Regions from separate parts of the Mus musculus genome. Here all the other regions are linked to region 3. The links are chromatin contacts, called in public HiChIP or PLAC-seq maps. All regions are on one chromosome and are shown on one strand. The core of a region is the stretch at or near the end of the contact, and the rest is flanking DNA. Distances in the headings are between cores, read along the strand shown.

Region 1 (3,518 bases), core at 8-2,507, 370 kb before region 3:
TGTTAATTGCACACATGGATCAATGGCCAAGGCCAACTTAGAGGATGCTCTATAATGGTGGCAGTGCTATCCAGGCAGGGTAAAGCCACCCTCCCACAGTCCCTGAACCTCCACTACATTTCCTTTCTTCCTCCTACACCCACTTCATATTTTCCTAAGAGAGAAGCACTTTTATTTGGTTTTTTGAGACAGAGTTTCTTTGTGTAGCCTTGGTTGTTTTGGAACTCACTCCATAGACCAGGCTGGCCTCAAACTCAACAAAGATCTGCTTGCCTCAGCCTCCCAAGTGCTGGAGTTAAAGGTGTTTGCCATGGCTCATTGAGAGAAGCATTCCTATCTGCATCCATCACTTGCTGACACCGTGTGTGTCACCATGATCCTCCTGAACTTGTACTTTAGGGCGCTCACACACAGCCCCCTACACCCCTGTCTGTACACAGAAGCACACCTGACTGCATAATGTGTCCGAGCTGTTGATTCTAAACCCAGTCACGCATCGTCATCGCCTATCATCAGTATAGCCCCGGGGACACCCACTTGAATCTTCCATGCCTTAAGCCCTCACCCTCCCACAAACATTTCCAATTCAACCCTAGCTCTCCCTCCCCAGGCAGGGGGATTTCCTGGGTCTCAGTGCACCTTGGTTTTAGAGAGGTAATACTGGTAATAACTCTTGGTTTTAAAGGGAGGGTGGGTATCGGGCTGGGGGAGTATAGGGAGGGCTCTCCTAGAGACACTGTGATTGATTAAGGATTCTCCTCAGCTTCTCTAAAACTTGTGTGTGGCAGTAGCCTGATGGGAGCTGATTGTTGTGAAAAACAGGTACCCAAAGGCAAGGGCCTTATCTCCACCGCCCAGTTCCTAAAGATGAGGCGGCAGGGTATAAGTGACAGGCAAAAGATCCCTGGCAAATGTAGTGACAGTAGTGTAAAGGCTACAGGCTATGTGAACTTGGGCCAAGTTATCCTGACCTGGCTCTGTGTTTTCCTACCTAGGAGATGAGTGGGGAGTGGGAGCCTTTGGGATGGCCAACCCCCCACCCCCTTGGTATCCCACTCTAGTAACTAAAGGGACAGGTCCCTTTGGCCGGAACCTTTGGGAAGGAGCTGGGGCGCAGGGACAGCGCTGGGAGAGCCCATCCACAGCGGGAAGTGGGAGCCAGCGGACTTTGGATCTGGGGGCCCCTCCTGGCTTTGGGCAGCAGTCTAGGGGCTGAGGCGTGACTTCGACTTCTCTGGCTGCCGCCTCCTCCTCCGCAGTCACCAAAATAAGAGAAGTCCGAGACGGCTTCCTCCTCCCTCCCCAGAGTAGGTAGTAGGGGCAGAGGCGGGTAGCACCTCACTTTACCCCCCACATCGCCTCTCCTGGTTGCTGGAAGTTAGGGTTGGCTCGCCCCAGATCGAGTCACCCGCAGCTGGCTCCCTTGAGACCAGGTAGGCGGCCAAACCCGGTGGGGGCTGGTAGGGCAAATGTTGCCCCGCCCCTAACCGTCCTCACCTTGGAGGGAAGATTTGGGGGTAAACCTGAACTTTGAGAGCTGAGCAAGTTGAAAGCGGGAGATGGGGGTGGGGATCCCATTCAGAAAGGAAATGAAGAAGGAAAACTAAGGAAAGCTGGAAAAGGCTGATAAAAACCTAGGAGAAGGCCGAGGCAGTACGGCGAAGGCAGACCAAAAATTCCCCCTAAAAGTCTAAATGGGGAAAGAGAGGGAAACTGTGTTGTAAATTTGATAAAATTTGGGGAGAGGGCTGAAAGTACAGGAAGGCACTGTGGGATCCCCCAAAAGCGTCTAGGGAGAGCCCTGAGAGGCTTTCAGGAGGAGAAAAAGGAAAGAAGCTGAGGGGGTATGAGAGAGGGGTAGTAGGTGGGGAAACTGGAAAGGGGGAGGGGATACTGAGGAAATCGGTCGCGAGTTCCCGAGAAGGGGGTCTAGGAGAGTGACTTCTGCAGAACTCGGAGTCCAGAGTGCAGTTCTGGGGTCTCAGAGGCCGGCTATCTGGATTCCTCAGAGGGAAGCGGGGAGTCTGCAAACTCCCCCCAGACCCTCTAGCTACATCAGTGGGGCAGCGGGTTCCAGACACCCTGGGGATTCCTTCCAGCAGCTGGAGGCGTGGATCTGGGTTTCCTGGGGAAGACCTCACCCTGGGGCATCAGACCTCCCTGGGTGCTTTTCCCTATCCGCAGTGGCGGTCAAGGTTTGCGTCCCTGTCGGGATCCGGGAATTGCTGGCAGCCCCGACGGAAATCCTGCTTTTGACCGCCAATGCCCGCAGGGGCTGTTTCCATGGCAACACAGGGCAGTGAGGCCAGTTGGCTTTGGGCCGCTGCAGGCTCAAGGCTGGCAGCCAACTTTGGTCCCTGCCTTCGTCCCCATTTTTGGTCCTTGATCCGGGTGTGTTGCACCACAGAGGGAGTGAGAGGGTGCCGCTTGGTGTTCAGGGGTCTCCTGCCTCAGAGACATGTTCTCTTAGCAAGAATGGGCCTTTAATTGCTATGCAGACCTCAAGGAGAGCTAGCTTTCTCTGGACTTTTGCTTTTCTCATTGGAACTTTGGGGAAGAAACTAGCCCTCCCCATACCAAAGCTGTGCCTAGTGGCTCATGCCTATAATAATCCTTGCATCCAGCAAACAGAGGTAGGGAGGTTGTCACGAGTTCAAGACCACCTTGAGCGATATAAGCAGAAAGACAGGTGGGGTGGGGGAAACAGAAATAGAATGGGAAGGGGTGGGGCGGGGAGGAGAGGGGAGAATGGAGGAGAAGGCAGATGAAGTTCTATCAGATCCAGGCCAGCTGGCTCTACACAGTTCTTTGCCTTCTCAAAGCATGGAGGACCAGAAAGCTTCGCTGACAGGGCCTCTGAGAACCAGCACACAGTTGGCATCTACTAAATGTCACGTTTACTAGGGCCCATTCCAAGAAGGTTAGCAGGGTTCGCATCTGTACCCCACTCTCCAGGTGGCCACCCTACAAGCAAGCCTTTTGTAGTCTAGAATTGGATGCAATGAGCATCCTTCCATTTGTAGTGGGAAGGTGGAGGGGGTAGCCAAGCTGTGTGGACCCAAGAGAGGGGGAGGTGGAGGGGGGCTCCTGCCTATATCAGCTCCTGCTCCCCAGCAGGCTTGAAGCTGTGAGTGAGATTGTGTGAGGGTGCTCCCCAGTGTGCTGTGGGCTTGAAGTGAATGTGTTCACGCCTGGGTGCTTGCTTTTGTGTGGTTATTGGGGGTGGGGGGTGGGGGCTGCTCGGAAGCTACCTAAGGTTGAAGTGACAAGGGACGTAACCAGCCCTGACAGGCTGGGTAAGGGACAGGGAAGACAGAGATGAGGAAGGAAGAGCCAAGTCTCTTCCACACAGCACATTGGGTCAGCCGATGGTAAGGAAAGCAGACTGCCCCATCCCACTCCCTCAAGACTAAGGGATGAGATTAAAGGCTTGGGCCACCACAGACAGCAGGGGTCTCTCTCTCTCTCTCTCTCTCTCTCTCTCTCTCTCTCTTCCTGGATATTCGAGGCAGGGTTTC
Region 2 (3,562 bases), core at 411-2,910, 290 kb before region 3:
GTGGCTTTAAAGTACTTAGAGTTCCTGGAACAAAGAGTTATGAGGAACAAGGAAAGGCTCGGGCAACTCACTGCACACAGCACCGGGAAGACTGCTGCCCAGAGGCAGAGTCTGGGTGAAATCAAGGTCCTGTCTCCTCCAGTGCCGAGAGGGAGGCAGTACCTCTCCACAAGGCTGGCAGTCCCCGTGTCCAGCCCTCCGGCCTTCCTCCTGTCATCCTCCAATGAAGAGTTGGGCAAACAGGCCCTAGCATAGGGATCCAGGCCTCCAGGGTTCAGCCCTGGCCTCTGGGTGTGGTGAGGCCTAGTCTGGCAGACAGTTCTAGGACCCTGGGGTCTGGACACCATTCACCAAAGGGGTCAGGTAGGGGGGTAGGGGTGCCAGGGGAGGCAGGTTGCACGCAAGGCATGCTGGGCCCCCTTGGCGGGTGGGTGGGGGGAGCAAAGCTGGCATGGAGGCCTCAGCTAAAATTAGCTGCTTCCCTGCGCGGGAGCGAGCGAGCATGCATGCCAGCCGCCCAGATCGCCGCTGCCTTGGCAGGCCATCTGTCACCACGTTTTTTTGCTAAGTCCCCCAGGGCCCCCTAGCTCTAGCCACCCCCAGGGGCTAGAAGGACTCTGCTCTGAGAATGTTGCTGAGGAAAGTTGTGGCCTTTGCTGCGGTCCGGCTGTGTGACCTCAGGTTTGGTCTGTCCCTCTCTGGACATACAGCAAGGGGGCCCTTGAACACTGCGGTCTCAGGTCCTTTAGTCCTGTGCAGCAGGTGCTGTTGTGGGTCATGGGGACAGGAGGGGACTGGAGTGTGTTCTCCTCCCTTTGAGCTGTTGCTCCAGTCCACGGTTCTGAGGTAGTCCAAGTGAGGTCGAGGGTAAAGGTGAGGGGGAGGACAGACTGGGTCTGATTCCATGGTTTTAGCTTAAGGCAGTCTGTCCTATATCCAGCAACACCTCAACACCCCCACCCCACGTCTCAGGGCTGCCTTAAAGAAACAGTCCACTTGGGAAGCCAGCAGTGGAGACAGGGTTCAGCTGATGCTGGTCTAGCCTGTACCTGTAGGGACTTCAGCTCCCCAGTTATTTCTCCCTCTCTTCCTGTTCTTCTTGTGTCCTGTGTTCTTAGGAGGGCCCTTGCGGAAGAAGCAGCAGGGGGTGGGAGCTGCTACCTTCCCTTCCCTTCTGTGAAGCTGCTTCTGACCCCAGCATTTCCTCAGCCCCTTCTCTCTCCCCTACGCCAGAGAGGCTGGGCTGCTGCTCCAAGGTCACCCAGCTTGGCCTGGGAGGAGCGTAGACTTGAACCCAGGCCTCTTGGCTCCTAGCCTTCCACACCACTCTAGCCAGCAGGCTGGGCCTGTTCCCTTAGTGAGTCATGCTCCCGGACTTTGTCCTCCTTGTCCCTATCCCTAGTTCTATGGTCTGAAGTGTGGAGAGGGGCAGCCGTCCCAGCAAAGGGGAGTTCAACCACTATCCTACCCCCTCCTTGAGTTCATTAGAAATGGAATGGGAGGTTGCGAAGGTGACATTTCCAGGTTGTCTGTGTGTACCCAGACAGCTTCCTTCCCAGTCTCCTCTTAGCACCTGGCTGCTGGTTACCCAGGCAGAAGGCCACAGTACCTCCCCTCCTGTTGTCCAGGGAGCAAGGTCACACCCAGAGCCCTGTGTGCCTCCACCTCCTCCTGGGGCCAGAAGCGTTTGTCACTGGGGCAACGTGTGGCTGTGCCTGGTTCTAGCATTGCTGGGGTGACATTCATGCCCTGTGAGCTGTGACGCTCGCTCCTGCAGGCAGAGGACAGACAGTACCACCCAGGCTGGTGACAGTGATGGGGTAGGGATGTGGGTGGGATGCCATGTCTAGATGGGGGACTCTGAGAAGGACATGGTTGTGTCCCTGGTCATACTTTGTGGGTGGAAGAGACTTCTCCCATGGCGGGAACTATTTTTGGTTCACTGTCTATGACAGGTTTTCTCTACATCCCACATCCTGTCGATGGGTAAGAGGTGCCCGGTTAGGTAGTCACACTGTCAAAGGGTGACGACTGGATGGATATCTGCCTTGTGCCATCTGGGGGCATCAGATATGACCATCTCACATTTTGAAGGAAGCAACAGGTTGCGTGCTCGGCTGTTCATGTTGGGAGGATTCTCAGTGACTGTCTGCCTGTCTCTGACTGTTGTGAAGGTGGCATGCATGAGTGTCTCATGCTGTTGGGATGATGTCAGAGAGGTAGGGGCCTGTCTCTCACCCTAAAGAGACAACATATTACCCTGTTGTGTGTGGCTGGCAGTTGGTGGGACTTCCCCATGTGGGCCACAAGGTCCCCAAAAGTCTGGCCAGAGGAAACACTTGTGGCCCTAAGCACAGACAAGTGTGTGTGTGTGGGTCTTCATACTGCATGACCTACCTTTTGACCAAGTACCAGTCCTTGGACCTGTGCCTCAGGAGAAGGGACCCAGTGTTTTTCAGGTAGTGTGGGAAGGGGCCTCTGGGGCCTAGGCAGGAGTGTGTCTGAGGAGGTAGTGCACTAGACAGGGTTTGCATGAGGGCTGTGTCCCCATAGGCCTAAGGACCCTACTGCCTGCCTCTCCTGCCCCTGAAACTGTTAAACTAATTAAGGCTGTGGAGCCGCAGGATTAATCGGGGCAGCTCACGCGGGCTGGGGCTCAGGTAGTCGATTAGTGCGCCGCGGAGGATATTGGATTTCTGAACCGCAAGTCAGCACTATTCGGGTCTGTTATCTCCAAGGCTTGAGGGTCAGCAGACGGGAGGCTCAGGCACTGGCTGCCCTCACCCGTCACCCGCCACCCGCCTGGGCACCCACTTCCCAGCCTGTGAGACCCTCACCTAGCCTAGCCTTCCCTCTGTCCAGCCCACCATCCTCTTGAGGCTCCTGTACCTCAGCCTAGTCTCTAGCCTCCCTTCTCCGAGGCCATCCCTGTCAGACTGCTGTCTTCTCTGCCGCTCTCTGGATCCTTCTTGGCCTGAGCTCAGTCTCAGTTTGGGGCCCAGCCTGCCTTCTTCCTTGTCCCTGTCCCCCACAGTCTCTGTTCATCTCTCTTTACTGGCCTCTGTCTTCTGTCCTTGTCTCTCTGTCTCTCTTCCTCTGTGCCTATGGTGTTTGTTACAGAACCCCCTTCCTTCTCTCTCTTGTGTGGTCTTTGCTGGTGTCTGCAACCAGAACAAATCTCCCCCAGCCAACACCCCCGAACAAGGAGGCCAAAGCAGCTAATGGGAAACATGTGATTCTGCCTCGCGCCTGGAGCACCGTGAAGGGAGCCTTAGTCCCAGCCCAACCCTGTTCCCCCCTTGCCACATTCCCCCACCACACATCCTCCCCCTGCAATGGGCATAGCGGCATGTTCCCTAGTTATTTATTGGGGGAATAGCATTTATCAACTGGGGAATATCAGGATATGGGGGCTTTGAGGGCAGCTGCTCCTTAGGGCTCCTCAGCCCCCAGAGCCTGGCAGACTAGTCTCTCACCCACCTGCCATATGAGGAGAAGAGGGCGAAGGTTAGCTGAGCCATGGGGACCAGTTAGTCACTGGGGTGGGGTAGGGGCTCAGGAC
Region 3 (3,513 bases), core at 427-2,926:
TCTCCAAAATACAAAACAAAACAAAACAACTTTAGGGCCAAGGGAAATAGCATTATACCACTTAATCCCTGTACTTGGGACTTGGAGGCAGGAAAATAGTTTATAGCCAGCATGAATTACAAGATGATTTCAAGGCCTGCCTGAGCTACATGAAACTTTGTTTTAAAACCCACACATGAAAAAAAAAATGCTTATCTGACACTTTATCCCGATCATCCACCCCATCCTTGGAAGGAATGGAAAAGCTACAGTCACAGTACTCAGCTTCTAAACTCAAACTTGAGAAAACTTTCAAGTTGCTCCACCAACACATTTACCTCAAGAGATTTAAGAACACCAGAGACATTCACAAGAAATTAGTCACACTCAGCTGCTAAGATAAATCGTCTGTACTGCTCAGATAAATCGCATGTAAACCCTCATACTTTTTTTTTTTTAATTCTTATTAGTCCTGGTAATGCACCTGCAGCGGAGAGCAAACCATAAGTCGCCAAGAAACTCCAATCACCGGGCTTGGGATGGGGGGTGGGGGGTGGGGCGTGGGACGGGACGCTCCACTAAAGCTTTTCAGAAAGAGATCCTGCGGGTTTGCAGTTTATCTCTACCGATTCTTATTTACCCTTTGAAGTGGGTACTAATAGCCCACTCCCAAGCAGAGACCCTTTGTACTTAGCGCTACAGTCGATGATGCAAACACCTTGGCAAAGTTCAGTTTGGTGCCAGGATGAGCCACTGAAGGCATCTGCGACTGCCAGAAGCCTGAAAACTCACTCTCTTTCTCTCTCTCTCTCTCTCTCTCTCTCTCTCTCTCTCTCTCTCTCTATAGAGAGAGAGAGAGAGAGAGAGAGAGAGAGGAAGGAGAAGGAGAGAAAGAAAGAAAAGGAGTATGGGGTGACAGAAACAGAGAGCAAGAGAGGGAAAGAGAGGCAGAGAGACACGGAAAGAGCAGACCAGGTCATTGACCTCTTGAAACTTCCACCTGCCCCTTTCTTCCTGAGTGCGATCGGCGCCAGATCAGATGTCAAAAACTCCGCAAAAAATAAATAAATAAAAGTCCCGTGATAGGACGACTTCTACCTCTGCCCCGGTGGAGCCTGCGGGACTCCTACAGCCTTCCCCCACCCCCTCCCCCGACCTCCCAGCCAGTCCTCTTCTAGCCTCCCTTCCCCGGCCCTTTCTGCCCTTCCTCGCCGCCGAGGCCTGACCCCTTCCCGGGACACCCCGGAGTCCCGAGGCGATCGGGCTCAGGCCCCCAAGCAGGGAGCCGGCCCAGAGCGGACGGCCCCGGAGCCGGGGCTCTGGGAGCCGGTCCCCGACTCGACATCTGCGGCGGGGATGGGGCGGCGGCGACCCGTACCTGTCAGGTCTCTTCCCAGGACCAGCAGCGGAGCAACTTCAGGAGCCCATGTCGGTCCGGGGGGGCCCGGCCCCTCTCCCGGGAGCAGGGGTGCGGATCCCGGGAAGGGGGCTGGGGACCCGGGCAGCTCTAGCCTCTTCCCATGCTCCCCGCCCGGCGCCTGGCCGGGGCCGGACAGCGCCTCCGCCCGCCCCTGCGCACCGCCTCACACCCGCGCTCACACACACTCACACTCCCTCGCGCGCTCTCACACACGCACTCCCCTCCCTCCTCCTCTGTTTATCTCCTCCAGCTGTCTGGGGACCCAGGAGAAGTCCCGCACTGCGCCTGCGCCACGCAGTCTCCGCGCCGGCCCCGCGTCTCACGGTCCGCGGCTACGCTACGGCGATGGCGCTCGGCAGTTTCCTGAATAGTGAGCGCGGGCCCTAGTCCTCTCTGCCACCCTCACCCCCCCTCCATCGCGCGCCCGGTCAACGTCTGCTGCCGGTGGCGCCCACTAACCTGCTAGCGGGGGAGCCCCCCACTTCGCCGGGGCCAATCGGCTTCACCGCTCGCGGGAACGGCAGCCAGTGGGCGGGCGGAAAAGCGGGGCTCAGCTCTGGAGTATCATGGGAGTCGTAGTTTTTCGCCATCGCAGAGGTCCTGCGGCGTGGACTTGCCCCGCCCGGTTACCATTAGTTACCTGGACGCACCTCCCATCCCACTACACCTTTTCTGAGTCCCAATTCCACATGTTCTCCCAGGTCCAGTACAGACCCTCCAAGGGCTAAGAGCTCATCAAAATTGCTTTTGATGCTGTAAATTAGGGGACACCTAAGGCTAAGACCCTGAGTCCTCCCAGAGCAAAGCCTCAGCCTGCTCCTTGCTCTAGGGGGCTGCTGAAGTTACAGGTTCCATGCTCGAATCTTCAGGTGCTGGAAGGAAAAGGTCCTATGTTGAGTGACCTGGGAGCTCTAGGAACCCAGATCGATGGCAGACAAGGTCTATCTAATACTAGCCAAGTAATTGCTCTTCTGACTTTCAAGCTCCAAGTCAGAACGGAGACACCCTCCTCTCTAAGGGAGTTCCAAGGTGACAAAGGTGGCAGTAAAGATAACTTAAGGGAGAGAGACCAGGAGCTTCAACTCAAAAGCAATCACCTTACATTTCTCTTCTCTTAGAGTGGCAGATACACAGTATGCCAACGTCTAAGTAATAACACTTTTATTTTCACTGTATTGGGCATGCTCTCTTTGATAGATACAATTGTTCCTATGTTTTTAAAAAGAAGAAACAAGCATAAAGTAGTTAAAAAGATGCTAGCCCAGGGTCACACAACTGGTTAGAAAACAAGGAATGAAACCAGGCAGTGCTGGAGACTAAGTACAAACATTTAGCACTTAAGAGTGCTGGTCCAGGGTTGGAGAGATGGCTCAGCGGTTAAGAGCACTGACTGCTCTTCCGAAGGTCCTCAGTTCAAATCCCAGCAACCACTTGGTGGCTCATAACCATCCATAATGAGATATGATGCCCTCTTCTGGTGCCTCTAAGACAGTTACATTGTACTTATTTATAATAAATGAATCTTTGGGCTGGAGCTAGCAGGGCTGACTGGAGTGAGCTAAGGTCCTAAATTCAATTCCCAGCAACTACATGAGGGTTCATAACCATCTGTACAGCTACAGTGTACTCATATACATAAAAATAAACAAATCTTTAAAAGAGTGCTGGTCCTAAGTTTCTCTTCCCATAAGTGTCTGGTCTTTGCTCATTTCTGTTCGGACCACTTGTGATTTCTTTCTCTTGTGAATTCAGGTCAGTCTTCATCTTCTAGAAAGGTTGTGGGGCATGCCTCCTGACCTTTCCTGCTTAGCTGTATGGAGAGACAGAGACAGAGACAGAGACACGGAGAGACAGAATACTCAGCTGGGCACATACCTCCAGTATGTGGGGGTAGATGTGAGTGGTCCTGTATTAACTGAGGCTAGTAGCGAGTTCCAGCCTAGCTGGAGCTACACGGTGAAACTCTGTCTCAAAAAAACAAAAACTCCACAGATATTAAGACTTGAAGGTCTTGACATCATGTATCCACAGGTCCTAGCTTTAGGCCTACAGTCTTTGTTAGGGTGACTGGGTCAATAAAGCTACAAGGTAGCTAATATTTATCCTGCATCTTT

The links. HiChIP or PLAC-seq counts read pairs in DNA pulled down with a chosen protein or histone mark.
Region 1: a contact with region 3 is called in an H3K4me3 HiChIP or PLAC-seq map of pro-B cells, with 4 times the contacts expected there. The contact joins the promoter of Fgr here to the promoter of Wdtc1 in region 3. A contact is called at or near these places in 11 of 39 promoter capture datasets (the 3T3-L1 cell line, 3T3-L1-derived adipocytes, embryonic stem cells and 7 more), 10 of 115 datasets of contacts at active chromatin or transcription factors (the SCID.adh cell line, craniofacial prominence, embryonic basal ganglia and 7 more) and 2 of 9 other capture datasets (adipose tissue and macrophages).
Region 2: an HNF4G HiChIP or PLAC-seq map of pancreatic cancer cells shows a contact between it and region 3. The contact joins the enhancer-like site here to the promoter of Wdtc1 in region 3. A contact is called at or near these places in 2 of 484 Hi-C or Micro-C datasets (bone marrow-derived macrophages and embryonic stem cells), 6 of 115 datasets of contacts at active chromatin or transcription factors (bone marrow-derived macrophages, embryonic stem cells, large pre-B cells and 1 more) and 1 of 9 other capture datasets (adipose tissue).

What each region holds. Positions count from the first base shown.
Region 1 is chr4:132,972,838-132,976,355 of GRCm38.p6, forward strand. It overlaps Fgr (FGR proto-oncogene, Src family tyrosine kinase), which reads left to right and starts at 1,258. Exons shown (of 13, transcript NM_010208.4): 1 at 1,258-1,433.
Region 2 is chr4:133,049,006-133,052,567 of GRCm38.p6, forward strand. All of the region lies in intron 2 of Ahdc1 (AT hook, DNA binding motif, containing 1), which reads left to right. Among named protein-coding and RNA genes, the nearest start is that of Gm26615, 33 kb to the right of the region's middle. Within about 2 kb of position 1,661, at least 113 of the 459 cell types and tissues checked have an H3K27ac peak or open chromatin away from gene starts, as enhancers often do. A contact at or near this core is called in pancreatic cancer cells, where this site is marked.
Region 3 is chr4:133,337,639-133,341,151 of GRCm38.p6, forward strand. It overlaps Wdtc1 (WD and tetratricopeptide repeats 1), which reads right to left and starts at 1,677. Exons shown (of 16, transcript NM_199306.4): 1 at 1,358-1,677.